2 separate regions of the Gossypium arboreum genome follow, and region 2 is linked to region 1. A link is a contact called in public Hi-C data. All regions are on one chromosome and are shown on one strand. The core of a region is the stretch at or near the end of the contact, and the rest is flanking DNA. Distances in the headings are between cores, read along the strand shown. Region 1 holds the start of LOC108456581 (40S ribosomal protein S23). Region 2 holds the start of LOC108454478 (uracil phosphoribosyltransferase).

Region 1 (6,420 bases), core at 3,068-5,567:
AGTGGAGCGTATAAAAGCACAGTCATGCCAGAGGGAAGCTGAACTGGAGGAAGAATTAAAGAAAACAAAAGCCGATGCTGACGAATTGAGAGCAAATTTAATGGATAAGGAGACTGAAAAGCAGAGTATTTCCGAGGAAATTGAGGAACTGAATTTGAAGATTGAGAAAAAAGGGTCTAACGAAAGAGAATCTGAACTTGCAATAGAGTTGAAGAAGTTAGAGGCAGATTTGACAGAGTTGAAAGCAAATTTGACAGCAAAGGAAACGGAATTGCAGAGCATAAGAGAGCAAAACAAAATGCTCAAAACAGAAATTATGAACATGGAAACGGGTAGCAACAAAGTTGGTGAAGAATCGGTCGCATTGTTGGAAGCAGCAAGGTCCGCAGAGCGAGAGGCGCTGATGAAAGTTGGTTATTTAACAGAAGAAGCAGATAAGAGTAGCCGAAGAGCAGCACGAGCAACCGAGCAGCTGGATGCAGCACAAGAAGCAAACACTGAAATGGAGGCAGAGTTGCGGAGACTGAAGGTGCAGCTGGATCAGTGGAGAAAGGCAGCTGAGGCAGCTACTGCCATGCTTTCATCCGGGAACAAAGGGAAACATTCAGACAAGACAAAATCTGTTGACAGCAACTATAACCCTGGAAATGGTTCGCCGAACTCGGAAGACATGGATGATGATTCACCCAAGAAGAAGAATGGAAACATGTTAAAAAAGATTGGTGTGTTATGGAAGAAAGGTCAGAAGTAGCAGCAAATGCATGATAGCTAGGTTGCAATGCATATATAATATAATATATATTTCTTCTCTAAAAGTAAAACTTGAAATGGCTGTGGATGTTTTCAGTTTATGAAAAGTTACCTTACTTTTGTCTGGTCAGAGGATCAGAGTTTCAGTTTGTTAAAATCCTAATTCCTTTAAGAAGACAAATGTTTATTCCACCTTTTCTTAAATTTATGCTTCAACTAACATCTCTCATCCATTTTGATCAAAATTGCTTACAGGTAGAATAGATTCCAAGTATTAAAATGTTATTCATATCAAGTTGGACCGCGTTTAGAATTTTGACTGTTTATTCCATTTTCATGTTAGAACAACAATCGGGATAGTCAAAGCTTGTGACATTTGATTGTGTTTAATTTTATTGTAGCCAATGAGTAGGTGATTCATGGCAAGGGAAACCAAATTCGTGTGAAAACTTTTAGTTCATTTGAATGGTTTTCCTAAAAGGAGAAGAGTTTGTGTTTTTTAAGTATTGTATCCTTATTCTATTTGAAGCCGTTTTTATCTTTTAAATCAGAGTTTGAAGTCTATTAAAACACCGTGAAAAGACTTTTGAGGAAACTTATAAATAGGTAGCATTGTTGATTTGCAAAACATAATCTTTGGATTGTCTATTTCGACTTCTATTTTGTGTCTATTTCGACTACTATTTTGTGTTTTTATTGATAATTTTGTTTGACACTCAATAGATTTTATTTGAGAGAATTCTTTTCACTTTTATGTTAGGATAGTTGAGGTGAGTAATTGTAACAACTAGATTTATTATTGAATTATAATTTAGACTTAAGTCAAAAAGTGATGTAGAACAATTGTAATAATTTTCTTTATTAACCGAAGTACATGGAAATGTTAGTGATATAAAATGTGTTTAGCATTACTTGTAAAGGTCTAAACCCACTTTTTAACCATAAAAACAAGGTTAAACAAAAAGACTTTTGCAGTTCAAATTTGAAATCAGTAAAAAAAAAAAACTAATTCTGCTATTAAATTGCAACAATAGTAACTACTCAAACTCTTAAACAAATTAAGGAGGACTACTCCATCAAAATAATAATAAATAAAGTTAACTAAAACTTATTGAGGGTTGTTTGAATTTGCATGTCTGTTGTACGTTTAGTTGCAATTGAAATAACAATTGGAAGAATAAAAATAGATATAAACATGGAAATTGATTACGTATTTTGGACTATCAATTTGCAGTACAAGATATGATTTAAGTTTTATTCACTCACCAAATTATAACCTCACTCTTATATATTAACTAGATCACTCCTTACACGTCTTTCTCATCTAAATGTTAGAGGCTTGTAAAACTTCAATCAGTGTGAATTCCATTCTCGTTGAACTGTGCTTGAGTAGGTCTTAAGAAGTCCTTGACCGATTATTTTGATGATCCAAGTCATTAATATTTGCTTAAAATTGTGAAGGTGATGTAAGGAAAAGTCCAAGATTTTTTAGTAAGAAAGATACCCTTAAAATATGACAAGCTGAATGACAAACTAGTTGCAAGAGGAGTAGCAACCGGCATTGCATTTGGGACGTGCATCCGACACAAATAATTCCCCTCGAGTATTTTGACCAAAAACATAACAACAAACTTAAGAAAGGGCAAAAACAATCTTCTTAACAATGCTCCCCCTTAATCAATCCACTATGAACCCAATAATTCATGTAATAAGACACATAGCATTGATAAAATAAAATTCATATAAATCATCCGTACTTAAGTACATGACTCAAAACAATAATTTCGTCAAGAAAATATATCTCTACTCCTGACTCCATACTCCATTCTCGCCCTTTTTTGTTCAAGAATGCAAAAGCTTGATCAAGTGTCATGAGCAAGATGATTAGCCTTGTTTTGCAGGATTCGAGCCTTTTGTTTGTTAAGGAGCTTTATTTGGCTCTCCAAATGATGTAGTTGCTTATCTGCATTGGTTGAACAATCTTGCCATATCTGCATTGGTTGGTTTGCCAGATGTAGATGCAGCTGCAACTAGGGCATCATCTTGCACTGAATCCTCATCAGCTTCATCAGCTCCAACATCAGAATCAACAACTCTATGTTTCCCTTTATTCTACTAGTAAGAATATTTCAATTTAGGCGATGGGGGCTCAGTAACTTCATCCTCTTGCACCATGTCTTTCTTTTTGTTGTAGCATGATCTAATAGATGAGTGAGGGAAAAGATAGCATCTGCCTAGTGTTCTTGGTTTTTGTGTGTTTGGTAATCTCATTAAATATTAGTTTACCAAGAAGAACATGAATAAATGAAACTACCTTATATGGTTATATTGCCATCTTTTTATTGACAACCATCTTTTGCTTGGAGGGCAGCTAATTTCTTATAGCAATAGCATATTATGCAGCCTAGGTAGGCTCATGCTCTGAAGTTATGAAATCTTGACCTTTTGACCAAGTGGAACAGATTTTGTTTGTGAGTTGGGAGGCAAGTTGATCGTGGACAGTAATGAAATTATCATCATCTTCACTACGACTTGTTGATCACTGCAAGACTGAATGTAAAGAAGTATCTTTGCACATAAGCTTGCATGTAGTGCACATCATCCTTATCTGCATGTCTTCTGGAGATTGACATAAAAATCAAGCACCAAGTTCTTTACATAGGGCTTGACATAGGACACAAAAAACAAGATTTCATTTTCCTCTAAAAAGATGTCCATGTCATGCTCTACAAAACCCATCTTCTTGAATATTTCATTCATTGATGAAGCCTTTCTCAACCATAAACTTCATCCTCTTTGCACAGAATGGGGTAAGGAATCGAGATTTTCTCTGTTCAGGCACATGGCCTAGCAGCATCAGCAGTTTCATCAAGGATGTTTGGAACGTCAACATCTTTCAATTTCTTGTTTCTTTTCTTGGTTGAAGAGGGGGCACTAACTCTCTTGAAGTAGTGTTTTGTAACTTGTGGTGCCAAATTAGCCAACGGCAGATGTTTTCATCGTTAGTATCTTTAGTAGCAACGATTTTTCTCTTTCTTTCTGCTCTATTTTTCTTTGTAACCTGAGTGATAAAAGGTTCCTTCCATTTTCCAACAACCTTCATCTTTCTATACTTAGTTTTGATCTCCTTGGTTATAAATGCCCTGGTATGTCTTTGAGTTGCAAGACCAGTTGCAACTGAGGAACATCTGGTTGCTGTCGTTGCACATTTTGCTCCTGATATGACAAATGGATATATATATCCGAATATGACAATGTCTTCCAATGCTTTTTTTAATGGAACTCTAACATTGTAAACAAAATCTATTATTTTTGGAAGAAAATCCCTTCTACTTATTGAAAATCAACAAAGTTGCTACAGTTCCAGTTTCTGTTACTGTTACTGTTATTTTCTAAGGAATGTTATTAGTAGATTAAAATTAGAGATTAAAAATAGTTTTTCTTTGTGATAAATAAATAATTCACTAGATTATTGTAATTATTATTATTATTATTGGACTAGTTTTAAAAGATAAATGAAATGGCGTAGGTATGAGGCCCAATTTGTAAGGCGAATACCATAGCCCACTTTATTTGCCGCATCGTTTCCTAGGGTTAGGATCGTTTGGGTTTAAAACTCGCTCACTGCAGCAACTGCTGTTTCCCTCTTGTCTTCGCCTCCAAATCTCTCAAAACCTTCATTCCATCCCACTCACCCCGAACAACCTCTCTCCACCAACATGGGGTATGTGTTCTTCTTCTCCTTACTTCTTTTAGCTCTAATCGACATATTCTAGCAACTTGTTTATGTTCCTTTTTTTTTTTTTTAAAGTGTTTAAGCTACTCTTGTTTATTCAGTGAAAGGGATGACTTTTCATGAAAACCGTTGGTTTTTAAAATCTGGGTATTGGATCTTGAAGTCTTTTGTTGGTTCCATTCTTTGTTTAAGGCGAGTGTTGAATAAGTTGGGGGAAGAACAAAGGAAATTTTTTTACAGCCCGGGGTTCTGGTTTTAGATGCTCCGAAAGTTTGAATTTTGGTTGCTGTTTTAGATTTCTAGAACTAAGTTTGGACTACTGAATTCGAATTTGGGTTATTGATTTCTTGTTTGACTAGTAGAAACAAAATGTCTGTTTCGATTTGGGTTTTAAGATTTAGGAGGAATTACTCTTGAACGAAGCTTGTTTGAAATCATATCTCAAATGACAATTAGAATACAGAAATATTAAGTAATGGCTTAATAATATAAAAATGTTATAGGAAAACACGTGGTATGGGAGCGGGGCGCAAGCTGAGGACCCACCGCAGGAGGCAGAGGTGGGCTGATAAGGCATACAAGAAGTCTAACCTTGGAAATGAATGGAAGAAGCCATTTGCCGGTTCTTCCCATGCTAAAGGAATTGTCCTTGAGAAGATGTAACTCTTATTTCCTTTTCTTTTTAAATTTGTTTGGTTCTAATGTTTTCATTCAACTCTTATTTCAAACAAGTTCACTGAGGCATTGGTACATGCAGAGGTATCGAGGCTAAGCAGCCGAACTCTGCCATCCGAAAGTGTGCTAGAGTTCAATTGATCAAAAACGGCAAGAAGATTGCTGCTTTTGTTCCAAATGATGGTTGCTTAAACTACATTGAAGAGAATGTGAGTATTACTGAACTGAAAATAGTTAAAGCCTTAAGGTATGGTTTTCGCTGCTACACTTTTGATGATTAATATGTTAATGTAGGATGAGGTGTTGATTGCTGGATTTGGACGAAAGGGTCATGCGGTTGGTGATATTCCTGGTGTTAGGTTCAAGGTTGTGAAGGTGTCTGGTGTCTCACTCTTGGCACTCTTCAAAGAGAAAAAAGAGAAGCCTAGATCTTAAGTTTGCAATGAGGAAAAGATGGCTTTCATGATCTTTCTATAGTTTTACTTAAAACTGAGAGCATTCTGTTGCCTGGTAGCTTTTCTGGACTTTTGATTATTTTCTGGCTATTATTGTATTGAATTTTTGGTGTCATCGTTTGATCAAAAAGATTTTGGTGCTTTATATCTGTTCCAAAATGTTCATTCTTCCGCTTGCTATGATTTTGATGCGTTGACTTATGCAACTGCGTAAATAAAATGATTCGATTCGTACTTAATCAAAACATTTGAGTTATAATTAATTACTTAATTGTTGATAAAAGGAAGAACAATATAAAATAAAATAAAAGTTGGTAATTTTAGTTATTCAGGATTACACCTCCTCTAACCATTAGGGTGAGTTATAATGAATGTTAAATAAAATGCTAAAAACAATTTTGGTTGTTGATTTAGTCAAATTAGTGCATAAGAGGTAGGACTGAATTATAAATAATTATTTGTTGTAAATAAAATGTAAAATTAAAGAACAAAACCAGATTAAATAGGTTCTTGGTAATTCCAAGTCTATTGTGAAAAATCAGGTCGAATGGTTGGCTAACTAAAAAAGAAATTTAGTAATTCTAGTATTTCTAAACCACATTTCGCAATGTATAGTATTATAATAAGAAAGGGCAATTAATTTCATAATGCCATGTATTTCAATAATGAGATTCTTAGTTTTTAGTTATGCAAAGAATTAGAGGTCACAATTGGGTTGATTCAAATATTATTAATATTTAAATATTAGAGTTGCATATTTCATGATGATCAAATATGGATTGAATTTATTAAGCCAAATGTGTG
Region 2 (6,571 bases), core at 3,670-6,169, 190 kb after region 1:
GTTGAGTGACATTTTTATAATTTATTTATTTATTGGTTTTATTAAATGCCTATTGGTTTTAAATTTTTTTTGTCAACATTGGTATTTATACTATTAATTATCTCATATTCTCAGCTAAAAAAAACAATATCAATCTATAAAAATGTGATGGTGAGGATGGAATACACCACTTGCTTTAATTCATTGCCTGGAAGCTTTGCCTAATGATTTTGTAATTTGTGCTACTCATCATCCTGTTTTGCCATCTGTCAACAATGAGTTCCCCTGAGGCAACCAATTAAACTAATGCAGATTTTTTTTATTCTTTCTTTTGCCCTTCGCTTATAACCAATTAATCAGTATGACATGACTGATTCTTTTACCCATTATAATAAACTATATATTCTCCTTTGGAGAGAATGATCAAATACAGCAACTAAAGTGGAATCTAATGCTTAAATCAATCATTTAAAAAAAAAAGACATTTTCTTTAGTATAAAAAAGAAAGACATCTTTAATTGTCGAATTAGGATCGCATTTATATATGGAATGCAGTATGCAAATGGCGTTTCCAAATTGACAACCAATAAAACCATCAACCTGCGTGTGGGTTTAAAAAGAAAGAAGAGTTGGGGGTTAAATCACAGGCTGGCCCCATGTTATATTGCCCTTCTTTTAATTCTTAACCCATGTGATTCACTCTTACCTGTCTAAGCACCCAACAGATCCTTTATTTTCAAGTTTGAACACAAAAACAGCCAACTAATCCTAAATGAGACATAAAACTTGGCACCCTCAAGTTGTGAGATGATGAGCAGCAGCAGCAGCAGCAGAAGAAACAAGACGTATGGAGCATTACCTAAATTGGGTTCAAGCTTTTGCATCCGCTTGGGCTTTCATGTTATTGGTAGGCCTCGTTTGCTGTTGCCTCAGCACACACCCAACCCAACACGGTGACGCTAACAGCACCAACGCCAGCTGCTCTTGTGACGGCGGATATACTGGTGTTTGATTTTCCTTTTCTGTTTTTTTTTTTTTCCCTCTCTATTTATACCTTCATTAGTTTAGGCATAGAACATGACTTGATTTTGGGTGATTTTTTTAATGGCATGTTATATAGTTTGCTTAGAATTTACGGTTTCCTCTTTTGTACTGTCATGAATTTTTTGTACAGAACTGTCTTCTGCTTTAGAATTTTATTTCTTTTGTTCGCTTTGCTAAGCTGTTAAATTCCTTTTTTATTTCAACTGTTAAAACAAGTTGTATGTTTCTTCACAAAAATGCTGATGGGGTTTCAGCCTGGGTTTTGGGGTAGCTGTATGTTGGATGCTTAGCAATCAGATGAGAAAAAAAGCTAATAATAGCTCAAAGGTTAGTGTGGTGATGGCCTGTCATGGCAGGATGATCCATAACATTAACTAATGCCGTTTTTTTTCCTTCAACTTAACTATCTGAAGTCGTTTACTGGAATTTTATTAAGATATGTCCAAGTAGAAAACTTGGCCTAAACTCTTAAGTTCCAGTTCGAGCAGATTAATAGTTTAAATCTATCACAAAATTATTCCAAACCCAACTCGAATTAACCAAAACCAAAACCAAAACCAATCTCGAATTAACCAAAACCAAAACTAACCCATTTTAAAAAAGCTAGACAGTCCAAAACTGAAAACCCACACCCAAAAATATATAGAATAATCCAAAATCCGAATTAACCCAATCCAAGTGCATAAGTCGCACAAACAATCCAACTTGCCCAATTGACATGCCCAACACGATGATCATTATTTTTTCAAACATTAAATACATAATCCATTTTAAAGTTAATTGTGCTTTACATATTTACATATTATCTTTATAATCCATTTTCAACTTATCAATCATACAAGTCATATACGAATACAAATGCAACTATATATCTTCATTATATACATCCATATGTTTCTATGCAGAATAAATTTCCAACTGCTTGAATCCACTTAATAGGAGTAGATATCACCAAATAAACAAAATTCCGACTTCAAGGCTTTAAGCTTATATAATGTCTATGCCAATGCTGGTTCTTGTTTACCGGTGGAACACAGTTTATTTAACACAAAATTAAGAATAGACAATCTCAAGTCATTGACCATAATGTAAACAAACCTGCAAAGCATATTCACTAATAAACTAAGCTAAAATAACGCTCAGCAACCCCTTTCAACTTGGTGATAGGCTAAAAAAATCAAAATTGCATATAGATAATTTTTTCCTTGACTTTGCTTTTCACTCATGTACCGTAGCTCCGGTCTCCTGCATCTCCAAGTCCAGGAATTATAAACCTGACACCAACGAAACCACAGTAGTCAAATATAAAATCTTCTCACAACCATAAGGCAAGTCCGGTGGAAAGACCAACCTTACCCTTTCTCATTAACAGTAGGATCAATAATTCCAGTATATACATGAAGCCTGAAAATCAGAAAACCAGTAGAAAAAAAAAATCGAAATGCTATAAAACTGTCCAAGTTTTCTCTTCATGGAAACTACATTTGGAATTTAATTACCCAGGGAATTTCTCGCTCAGCTTTTGAAGGGCTGGAGGAGCTGCCAGAGCAGATATCTGTTATAGAGCAACACACTTCATTAGTAAAGTGTTTTCGTAGTCTACATATAGTTGGTATGTGGGAGATTTAATGGCTGAAGCTTGACTGCTAATAGGGGCTCAACCTAAGAGTTTTGTCTAGAAACTTCTAAAAGAGGTCATGGTCTTCTAATAGAACTATGTATTAGATGAACAAGCGAGCAATATAAGATACTATTTATACGCATTTTAGCCCGAGGCAATGAGAATTTGATATCATAAACTAAATGCATTAGCGATTAACTGAAATATTTAACAACGAACATGTATACCTAAGAACTTCCAAAATGTAAATACAACTGAAACTAAAAAGGATTCTTCCAAATTATTTACCACTTTAATTTGCTTGTTGTCAACTCCACGTTCCTTTATGAGGTTGAGTGCAGCCACAATTGTGCCACCTAAAATTTTTAACACAAAAATTAGCTAAAGTAGAACAATTAAAACACAAAGCACACATCTGTAATAATTTGAGATACACAGGTACAAGGAAAATAGGTATATTATATTGACATTGAGGGAAAATGCCAGAAAGCTTAATAGTTATACAGGATGGATATAATATAAGATATCAATATGTTGGATGAAGATTAGAACCTGTTGCTAGCATAGGATCTACCACAAATATTCGAGATCCTTCAGGAAATTTGTCAGGCAACCTACAGAGGAAATTAATAAATTACACACACTATAACATAAGTAACAGTAAACAGCCACTAATGAGACTTAACAAGAAATTAAGTCGGTACTGAAGCAAAGCAAAAGGATGAAATCAAGTTCTGATCAAACTAAAATGCTACAGTATACTTCAACTAGAAGGTGAAGTTCCAATTGATTACAATACCAAGAAAAGTGAAGTGAATTCTTACTTATTAAGATAAACACTTGGCAAGAGTGTCTCTTCATCTCTGCTTAACCCTTCATACATGAACCCACAAGTAATCAATCATAAAGAAGGTGAAGGGATAAAAGCTACAGTCTTAACTAACAAGTAGGAATCAAAAGCTGGGCTGGGAGGTGGACGGGGAGAACTTGGTAGCTTTTACACCCAGCTTACCTAAATGGTATGTTTTTGTAGCTGGCAAAATGGATGATGCGTGTTCAGCCAAAGCAAGACCAGCTCTTAGGATTGGAACAATCTGAGAAACTAAAACAAAAAGGTATTAGATACTGACTTAACATAAAATTTTCTGCTCAACCAACTCAGAGAGACATCAGGAATAAAAAAGCTGGAGCAAAAACTAACCGCCAAAGGTTCCCTTGGGTCGACAAATTCAACTGAAGCAATAGCCATTGGCGATTGAATCTCTCCTGTTACAGTAGGCTGGCAGCAGTAAACCCAAAGATACATATAAGTACCAAGAAATGCCACTAAAATTTAGAATGAACATAGATGATTTTTCCCAAGGCATAAAAAGGAAAGGCATTCACAACATAATAACTTACCAGCCAATCCCTTGAAGCTTCATACATAAGTAGCCTCCCCAACTCAGCCATGGCATTTTCTGATAAAAAGGAAGAACAAAAATTGATATTGAGATCTTATCCTATCCAAGATAAGCTTATTATAATCTAAATTCCAAGAGAACTCACTGAAAATGGGGCAAGGAGTTTGCTCATTTCTCAAAACCGAAATCCAGTGCTTAATTAACGGATGTGGAGGCACAAACACCTTAAAGAAACATTATTTAAAAAAAAAAATCCAAACTCAAAAACAAGAAACTACGTCGTATCCAGGAAAACAGAAACCAAAGGTAAAGAAGAAAACCGACCAGCATTCTATCATCGGAAATAGGCTTTTCCTCGGTGGCCATATGAGAATTGACCGTCACAAAGCCCATGTGTCGCCTCCGCAGCCACCGAGAAGTCGATATAGAAAGCTTGTAAAGAAGAAAAAGAGAAGATTAGTGGAGATTTTGGTGAATGAAATGGCGCTAAAGTTGGAGAATAAGAAAAAAATAAAATATGGGTGGGGATTGAAGTTTCACCTTAAAGGGATGGCTGGGGTGGCTGTGGGAGTGGGGTTTAAAAGGAGGAATAAGGAGCGTAGGGTTTTTGAGGGGCACGAAACGCGGCGTATGGGAGGAAGGACACCGGAGATTAAAATTAATACGGCAAGCCATGCATCCGATGATTTCGAAATCTCTGACCAAACCCAAATCGCCCAAATTTACGTTTAAGTGTAGTTGTTGGAACTGCCTTTTTTCGTTTTGCCTTTTGCAAGATAAGACCCTCACTTTCCCTTTTTTGGGTCCCAAATAGAGGGATTTTGTTCTCTTCCCTCTTTTGGATCAGATTTTAGGCCACTTTGGGCCGTTCCTACACTTTCTTCTTTAATTTTAAGGCAGACTTCACTTTGGGTTTCTTAATTCAATATTTTTTAGGTAACATTATTATGATTAAATCTTTTTTAAATTTATTTAAACCTTTAAGCAGACCAATTAGATATGGCTTTCAAAACCAAATAGTAGCTTAAAGTCGGGGCCCATTTTGCCTGGCACTTGTACTATCAGCTTCAACTTACAAATATGTTTTATTTAAGAATTTATTAATATTTTTAAATCTTTAGATATTTTGATAAAGTCTTATAATATTGATAAATCTTTAAAAATATTAGTAAATTTTTAGATATTTTAGTAAAAGTTTTTCCTATTGTTTTTTTAGTGGACCTCACCCTATAATTTGTTTTAGTGCGGCATGTGATGCATAAGGGTCATCCTTTGAGGTTGCAGCCATCGGTGCCTGGCAAGTGCATGGTCTGCAATGATACATGCACGTCTTGGCACCCTTTGCTGCTTCGATCTTCACCTCAAGTGTATTTTAGCATCTAGTGAGGAAGCATCAACGACATCCACAGCTCAATCTTTGAAAACATCAACTCAACCACCATCATCAGCCCCGCCTGCTTTTGGTGCTTGTTATGGTTATGGTTATCGCTATGGGGCATTTCCACCACCTCCAAATTTTACGTATGCTTATGGAGTCCCTCTTGCACCGCTCTATTTAGTCCTTATGCTAATGGCCATGGAATCCCATTTAGGTCGTTCAAGAAAAACTTCCATTATCAGCATGGTAATAGTGGTCAAGGTGGTGGAAAGCTCGTTGTTTTTGGAGCCTTGTTCACGTGATCGGCCTGGTTCACGTGATCGAGCTCATAACAGCATTGGTGTTTCAGCTGCTTCCCTTTTATCTAATTTTCTCTATCCAAACATTGTAATTTAAAGCTGTTTAGAACAATGTAAAATTCCTGGAGTGTGTAATTCCAACATGGAATTGGACATTTAAAGTTATAATCTGAAGGAATAATTCATTTCTTTAGATGATAAGCAATCAAAAGGCCAACAATTCATTGTTCCTAAGACAAAACTTTGTCCCTGCCTTGTCTTTTGTGTAGAGAAAGTAGAACGAAAACATAATAGAATCAGCATCATCTCATATTTCACCATCCCACAGTTCTTCAAGGCTCTTGTAAGGACTACAAGTTGGATGTAATGCGAATTCCCCGCGGAGGAGTCTTTGCTGCGAAAGAGAATCGAGAATTCTTTAGTATAATAGTATGCATTATTCATGTACGTTCATATATGATGAGTCATTTTTTTTTCTTTTTCCAGCAAAACACAAATACGACACAAAGGCATGTTTTACCTGATGGATGCTTGAGAATTCGGCGAAGATCTCCGGAGGTATGGACCAATCAAAAAGGCTCAAGTTTTGCTTGATCCTAGACTCGTTCACACTTTTCGGAAGGACACTGTGACCACTCTGAATACCCCACCGCAGAGCAACTTGTGCTGGAGACTTGTTAAGTTTTTCAGCAATTTCAACCAAAATTGGTTCCTTCAGTACTTCTCCTTTAATCCAAGACCCTGGAGATCCTAGAGGGGAATATGCCTGCAACAATATTCAAATTCATATGCTTCAAATGTAAAGAGTCTCTGTACTATATAACATGATTGAAACAAAATTGATTAT

The links. A called contact is a pair of places that touch in the nucleus more often than the background predicts.
Region 2: a contact with region 1 is called in a Hi-C map of leaf, with 2.7 times the contacts expected there. The contact joins the promoter of LOC108454478 here to the promoter of LOC108456581 in region 1. A contact is called at or near these places in 2 of 5 Hi-C or Micro-C datasets (both in leaf).

Annotation. Positions count from the first base shown.
Region 1 is chr9:79,717,509-79,723,928 of ASM2569848v2, forward strand. It overlaps LOC108456581 (40S ribosomal protein S23), which reads left to right and starts at 4,318. Exons shown (of 4, transcript XM_017755128.2): 1 at 4,318-4,474; 2 at 4,990-5,145; 3 at 5,244-5,370; 4 at 5,456-5,775. The coding sequence starts at 4,470. The coding sequence ends at 5,596. It overlaps LOC108454123 (interactor of constitutive active ROPs 2, chloroplastic), which reads left to right. Exons shown (of 4, transcript XM_017752451.2): 4 at 1-954. The coding sequence ends at 751.
Region 2 is chr9:79,903,473-79,910,043 of ASM2569848v2, forward strand. LOC108454478 (uracil phosphoribosyltransferase) reads right to left here and starts at 4,920. Exons shown (of 11, transcript XM_017752955.2): 1 at 4,588-4,920; 2 at 4,372-4,479; 3 at 4,193-4,271; 4 at 4,046-4,104; 5 at 3,846-3,923; 6 at 3,657-3,738; 7 at 3,469-3,517; 8 at 3,197-3,258; 9 at 2,933-3,000; 10 at 2,523-2,578; 11 at 2,037-2,297. The coding sequence starts at 4,722. The coding sequence ends at 2,246. It overlaps LOC108456068 (NADPH-dependent aldo-keto reductase, chloroplastic-like), which reads right to left. Exons shown (of 7, transcript XM_017754661.2): 6 at 6,245-6,490; 7 at 5,887-6,118. The coding sequence ends at 6,032.